2 separate regions of the Mus musculus genome follow, and region 2 is linked to region 1. Evidence: chromatin contacts called from public HiChIP or PLAC-seq data. All regions are on one chromosome and are shown on one strand. Each heading gives the region's core, a stretch centred on a gene start, on an enhancer-like site or on the middle of the called end of the contact. The rest is flanking DNA. Distances are from core to core; before and after follow the strand shown.

Region 1 (3,595 bases), core at 311-2,810:
TTTTGAACCTCTGGTGCCTCAGTCTTCCAAGTCTACAATTACAGGCGTGTTCTGTCATATACAGCCTGATTTGTGAATTTTCAAGGTGGTAATGTTTCAGGAAATGTGAATACCTCCAGACATGCACTTACACAGTTAATGTGCGTTCACATACCCACCCACAGGCTCCATTAAACAGCCTGTTCTGCCTTCTGTGTCTTCTCCAGAAACATCCAGGAGACAGTTAGGCAACAGTTCAACACGCTGCCAGCTAAGCACTAAGACATTCTCTGTTTGAATTAGACAGGTTGGAGCAGAGGAGCAGAGAAGTGGGCGGAGTGGAAGGCAGAATTACAGTCTCTTTCTTTTACATGGAAAATTGTATTGCAGCACCCATGGATAAGGGAGGAAAGAATTACCTTAATGGTCCAAAAAGGTAGAAAGCTGTTTGAACTTGTATGTTTTCTAAGTTATTTGGGGGACCTTAAATAACACACACACACACACACACACACACACACACACACTCACTCACACAAACTCACACATATTCACAATTCACACATACTACACACACACTCACACGCACACACATACCCCACAAATACACAAATATAACCACTGTTATCCATGAATTCACATATCTATGAATGTCTAGTAATTGATATATTTATCTTTCATGATTCTCCTCAGTAGAGTATAAATGCATTCTAAACATTTCTGGTAAAAACAATTCCATGGTTATTTTAACATTTCTTGTACAGATTTATATTTCCAAGTAATACTTCTTGAGATGTTGGACTTGTTGAATTTAGTATTTCATTTCTTTTCAATTTATCTCCTTGACTCAAGAAGTGGCTGCCAGTCCAATAGAAATTTTTAAAAGTATTGTTATTGCTCACATTAACTTCTAAGAGATATTGTGTAATTTTGAGGTTAAAGTACTTGCTTCTGTTATAAGAAACACACTAGTGGTTTCCAAAATGATATCCTGTCCTGGGCTCCAGTTCCCTTGTAATATTGTGGAGAAAGTCATGCTAAAAGTCTATTAAGTCTACTTCATGTGGGATGAGAAAATGAATTCATCTTCATTTTTTTTAAAAAAAATGGGCAATGCATGTATCCAGTTCATTAAAAGACAAAGGATTTCTATAATTTGGAGAGAAACTAGAATTTGTACCCAGATCACTAAAACCAACCAGCCAACCAACCAAAAACCCCACCTCTCATTATGAAAGTGAAAGGGCTAGTTAGAAGGCATAAAGCAATCAGAAATGAAGTCAGGAGAAGGAAGGGCAATAGAAAATAAACATGTGCAAAATATTTCATCTATGTGTATGAAATGTCACGGTGAAACACATTATTATGTGTGATTAAGTATGTTCCCATAAAACAAAAATGTATATTGATTAAATATGCCATACCAACAATGGTCATGATCCCATTTTATCCCATTTCAAATTATTTATCAAAAAGATCTTCACAAATCTTCCTTAACCATTTGTTTTCAATGCATAGCTAGATGCAGGTGTGGCACTCATTTTAAAGTGGGGAATTTTACTGAGGTAATGCATGGTGAGTCATGTCACAAGGTCAGACATGCCCTAGAGGACAAAACTGGGTTGTCATTTTAACACATTTTGCTTTAAGGTGTTAATAAAAAAATCATAAAACTTCAGAGAGCACAATGAAAAAGTGTCTATATTTTATTTGCTCTTTGGATTGAAGAATTTTGATGTCCATCAAGAAAGAACCCAATGTAGTCAGGCATGGTGGCATATGCCTTTATCACCATTACTTGGGAAGCAGAGAGAGGTGTGTCTTTGCCAGTTCAAGACCATCTTGATCTACATAGATATTTTCAGGCCAACTTGGGTTACAGAGAGGCCCCATTTCAAACAAACAAACAACTCCAAAATACAAAACAACAACAACAACAACCAGTCCAGTGTGATTGTGGTTGAACAACTGATAAGCTAATGGATTTAGAGAGGTCTGGTCTAAGTCCAGTGAAATAGTCAGGCCAATAGAGATTTACACATTTCTAAATCAGGCCTATCATTCAATTTTATGATGGGAAGTTGCCAAAGCAGGGCTGAGTCTGAAAACCTGACTGGGACTGGGGCTGGCCAGAAATGAAGAGCGACAGACCCAAACAACATTGAGTGCTGGTATTGGGTGGGCTGTGCCTCTGTGTCTGAGTGGAAATGCACCAGCAGCCTGGATACTCAGCAAGTTTACAACATACAGCATGCTCGAGGAGGCAGGTTAGCTAAATGGGTACTTCTTACCCATACTGCCTCTGGCTACAGGCCAGCTGTTGGTCAGTGTTGCAGAGGAAGGCCTCAGCATTCCCATGATTCATGCCCAGGTCAACAGTATCCATTTGCCTTGGACTTCATCTGCTCTCCACAGGAAATATTCTTATTTGGCACCTGAACTCAGGGTCCAACACAGTGATAAAGCAGTTACCAAACAGAAAAGGGCCCTGAGTTCGCTCCTTAGCACAGTAGTAGTAATAATAATAATAATAATAATAATAATAATAATAATTATTATTAATAGTACTATCAACCCCGAAACATATAAAATAAAAGGAGGGATGTCAGGTCAAAGGTAAGACTGGGGATCCTTGAAAATCAGGGTCAATTAGTTTATGGGGTCAGGAAAATCAATTCCATATTTCCACCAGACTATGAAATGCTTTAAGTCCTCACATCACATTTTTAAATTTTTTATCCAATTATAATTTCCCAGCTTCTATCCTCATTACATGTTTCGGTGACCAAACCAACCATATTTATTATATCTCGTTTCTGTAATTCCCAAAGTGAAACGTAACAGAAGACTTCAATTTGATACATTCCAGAGGGCTCTGTCCTCACTTTTACTTTGCATGTTACATAAGCAGTCCTTCTCAGGCCTTAGGAAGTCAACTCCATGGGACAGTTTTTTTTTTGATAGAGGAAGTACCAACCCCCCTTTCAAGACACCACTGAGTTTTAAAAGGTTCCTGGCCAGGGATAGATCGTACGATAAGGGAAAGTTTCCTTAGTGCACTGTAGATAACTCCCCTCTAACTTCCCCTGAAGAAGCGAGAGTAGCGATAAGCACTTGGGCAGGTCCACCCTAGGGCGATGTTAAAGGCAGAGGAAAGGATTCCTGGGAACGACCTCTGTAGTGAAGAATGCTACTGGGTCTTTGAAACTGTTGAGAAATAGACTGTGCTTTGGTTTAATGTTATACCTTTTAGATTCGAGACTTGGCCAAAATCATCTCTCGACACATCACAGTTATGGCTGCTTTTTACTCCCGTGACTTCTCTGGGCTGTGTAAATATTAAATATTAATTTCCTATGGTTTAAAATCGAGTGCATTTGTGGCCCTAACTTTGTGGCATTGGTGTAAAGGCCAATGAACAACCTGGTTAACTCAAAGCCTATGCATATATAGAGGAAAGATGCCTCCTTTACAAAACCTTCAGCTACACGGGCATGCCTGTCATGCTAGGAACTGAGTTCGGGCAACCACTAGGTGTCACTATACACAGGTCTTGGGGTTTGTAGACACCAAGGTACCAAGATACCAAGATCACTTGTGTTCCTTGGTGAAGCTG
Region 2 (3,575 bases), core at 341-2,840, 200 kb before region 1:
TTGGTTAATGAGTCTTCCTAGAAATATTTTTGCTTTTTACTCGGTTTCTCTTGAGAAGTTAGTGACTTCGGTAGAGGCTGACACAGTATAGAGCAGATGTTGGTTGCTAGATGGACCACAGGTTTAAGAAACCTTCAGAATGGAAAAACAGGGGCGAGTCTATGCAACTTGAAGGTGTTTGTAATGAATTACGAGTCACTGAAGTTTTCTTGTACTTAGCCTAAGTGAGATTACGAAAAAGCCACTCAAAGCACCTAGCCTGGTGAGGAATGCAGACCTAGGGACCGAGTTTCAATGTAACTACTGGGTGTACACGCTATCTGTTTCTTCCCAAATGCCACCGCATTGCTCTGCTTATGCACACAATGACATCATGTGCTTCGGCTATTCAATACCTTGCTTGGATTATTTGTAACTTCCACTTACTGGATGACTGCTATGTGCCAGGCACCAAGATGAGTATTTCACATGAGTCAGTCAGTTCCATTTGATCTCCACAGCTCAGTGGACACAGTGATTGTTTCAATCCTACAGAAAATCGAGGCCCGTGGAAGTCAAGTCACTCATCTAAGCTGAGGACAGGAAGTCGGGGTGGGACAGGAACCAGCGCGGGCATGGTTCTCCAACCCACACATGCCTTCTTGCCTACCAACAGAATGACGACAGGAGAACGTTCCAAGGAAAACATCAGGGACAGCACCGATACAAAAAAAAACATTTCCTTTTAAAACCAATACACTAGGGATTAAACATCCCATGAGCACGATCCGGAAGACACTGCCTTAGCATCAGACAGCTCTGGGCTTTTCCACTGGCAATGGCATCAGGGGCCAATGCTTTAAATATTCAGGCGAGACAGTCACTATTTCAATGGTTATACCTTGATTTGATAAGCTATGGCATTTTACTTCCTCATCAGGGGCCCCTTGTCTGACCTTATCAGATTCAATCTGAAATGGCCTCTTTCAGGTAATTGTTTTGTTTTTTGGACACTGTCAATATGGTGAACATGGTGGGCTATCTTATGGTGGGGATAGGTTTGCCACAATGGTTACATGACAGAGGCTGTTTAAGTCACAGAATCTCTCTCTCTCTCTCTCTCTCTCTCTCTCTCTCTCTCTCTCCCCTCTGTATGCAAATTCAAGCAACAGTATCTTGTACAGCCCAGGAGCACGTAACAAATATCCAGTGCCCTTTCTGGAGCAGCACTCAGTGTGGTTTCCCCTCTGTCTGTCCTGGATTCTGGTTATAAAAAAGGTGACAACTGTTCAAGCCTTCCATGTTTATGCCAGCTAGGCTGAATTCAACTGTCTAAACTTGACCATCTCCTGTCTTTTCAAGATAAGAATAAAAGCTTAACAAGCTGTGACCCTTGGAGCCGGCTTTTACTACTTGAGCTGTTCTAATTACAAAATAAAGTTCGCCAATGGCTTTGGCAGCCACAGTGCCTTTTGCCTCTTTCTGGATTCAACCTACAGTCCCAGGAGTCACTCATATGGACCCAGAGGCCCGCTGACTCCGAGGAGTGCTGTACATATGAGCCTCTGCAGAGGAAGTGTCTCCGGGCTGCTTCCTGTTTCCTCCACGGAAGGATACAGAACCCCAAACCCACTGTCACCTGCGTTCCAGTTTCGGTTTCTGCCTCAGAGGCAACCTTCTCGGACGGACACTTTGGGTTCTAATTCTGTTGTGGTGGTCATGGTGTGGGAGTCACTTCCTGAGAGGAAGCCAGGCGGCTTTAGAAATTGCATCAGTTCTTTTAAATCTCCTGCTACACTACAGAGTCCAGGAAAGTAATTTACTCTGGGATCCTGGTAGCCAGGAAGCTAAAAGGTGTTGTGGCTTTAAGAAATCCCCGTTTATATCAGTTCAGCACAGTACTACTCTGGGACCACTTTTCCTTCCATAGGTATTGAAATGCTGGCACACACACTCACAGTATTGTTCTTAACTCTTGGCTTCATTCGCCAACAGGGCCTATTTCCTCTGGGACATGCGTTCAGAGCAACATGGAGGCTTACATTTAGTGGGTGTGCCAAAGGACTGGCTCACTTCAGGGTGGGGACTAAGCTTGAAATTTGAAGTGTGTGTATGTAGCTTAGCATTTGTCTGTGTATGCACATGTGTGTGTGTGTGCACTGTGTGCATGTGTGTCCCCAACTTATATTTTGCTGTGGTTTCTCTTACTGAACATAGAACTGCCAGACTTGCTGGCTAGCAAGCTCGAGGGTCTGTCTGTGTCTCTCCTCTTTCACTGCTAGGGTTACAGATGTATGCTGCCACAACTGGCTCTTTACATGGGTACAGGCAATATCAGTGTACACTTCCCATAATGCATTACAATTCCTCTTCCTAACCCAGAAAGGAGTAAGGCACACTTTCTGATAAAGACACTAAATATCCCTGGCCTGTACTATAATTTTTCTTTATCAACTTCAGTTGGGCAAATGAGTGTCATGTTTGGAGTGTCATGTTTGTCACACATACAATGTGAGCAGCCCACTTGAGAAACTAACGTAATTATCCCCCCCCCTTTTTTAAATGTAAAGGAAAGACTTAAAAAGAAACTTTAAGAAGCTAGAATTTAAGTAAACAACCAACAGGTCAGTAGGTGCAGGCTCTGAGCACTCTGGCTAAAGGGACAGAGCAGACTCCAAGAGCGTGAAGAGGGAGCTCAAGTGGACTTGTGTGCATGCAAGTCCTGATCAATTTCAATGAGGAAAACCAGCCAATCTTAATGATTTTCATATAAAAAAAGAGACAGACATTATCATGTAGTATGGCTGCCATAAGCCAGTGGCCATCAAAGTCCTTTCTTCAAAACCCAGTTCTATTTCAGTTCATCTATTTCTCCGGATGTGAAGTCTAACTCTATTATAAAGATCAAAAGAGACTTCCAGTTTCTTCAGCATAGTGCAATAAAATGGTTGCTTCAAATCAACAGAAGAATTATACATGTTCCCGAGTTCCACGAGCAGAAGTCTGACCAGCTGGTTGGCAGTGACTTTTGGGTGATCCCTATTGCATGCAAAGAGGACACGATTTCTCAGAGAATGTAATTCTTGTTCTATTATCTACTGTGTGTTGGTTGGGCACTTCAATGATTAAGTTCAAAGAAGTTGTTCATTTTAACTTTAAATGAAGTGTTGTTTTATAGCTATGCCTACTATTTCACAGTAAGGTGTGTGTGTGTGTGTGTGTGTGTATGTCTGAGTGCGCATGGAGATTATACAACAAAGTAATTTTGGAAATGAATAAACATATTCTAAATGGCAGGCAGAAACGATGCAAGATCAAAGTAGCTCCAAAAAGGAAGAAAAAGACATACAGCTTTCTTTAGGATGTCAGAGTATTGCATCTTGTTAGAAAAATCTAACTAGCAGGATGTCCTACTCTCTACCCTTACAGGAGATGTTTCATACTGTGAGCCATTCTCTGCCAGCATCGTCCAGGGGGCCTTACCAAGTGGCTCCTTCTGGGAAAAAGTCTCCACCCACCCCTTATCACTGGCAGGTAGAAAAATCAGGTTTGGTCTCTTGTACAGAAATAAACAGGAAAGGGCAGATGCTGCTGCG

What was found. HiChIP or PLAC-seq counts read pairs in DNA pulled down with a chosen protein or histone mark.
Region 2: a contact with region 1 is called in a BATF HiChIP or PLAC-seq map of CD8 T cells, with 7 read pairs. The contact joins two enhancer-like sites. A contact is called at or near these places in 2 of 15 datasets of contacts at CTCF or cohesin (CD8 T cells and the NIH/3T3 cell line), 1 of 484 Hi-C or Micro-C datasets (B cells) and 1 of 115 datasets of contacts at active chromatin or transcription factors (CD8 T cells).

The regions. Positions count from the first base shown.
Region 1 is chr17:78,163,401-78,166,995 of GRCm38.p6, reverse strand. No RefSeq gene overlaps it. Among named protein-coding and RNA genes, the nearest start is that of Gm32282, 35 kb to the left of the region's middle. Within about 2 kb of position 1,560, at least 9 of the 459 cell types and tissues checked have an H3K27ac peak or open chromatin away from gene starts, as enhancers often do. A contact at or near this core is called in CD8 T cells, where this site is marked.
Region 2 is chr17:78,360,591-78,364,165 of GRCm38.p6, reverse strand. All of the region lies in intron 13 of Crim1 (cysteine rich transmembrane BMP regulator 1 (chordin like)), which reads right to left. Among named protein-coding and RNA genes, the nearest start is that of Gm52306, 27 kb to the right of the region's middle. Within about 2 kb of position 1,590, at least 138 of the 459 cell types and tissues checked have an H3K27ac peak or open chromatin away from gene starts, as enhancers often do. A contact at or near this core is called in CD8 T cells, where this site is marked.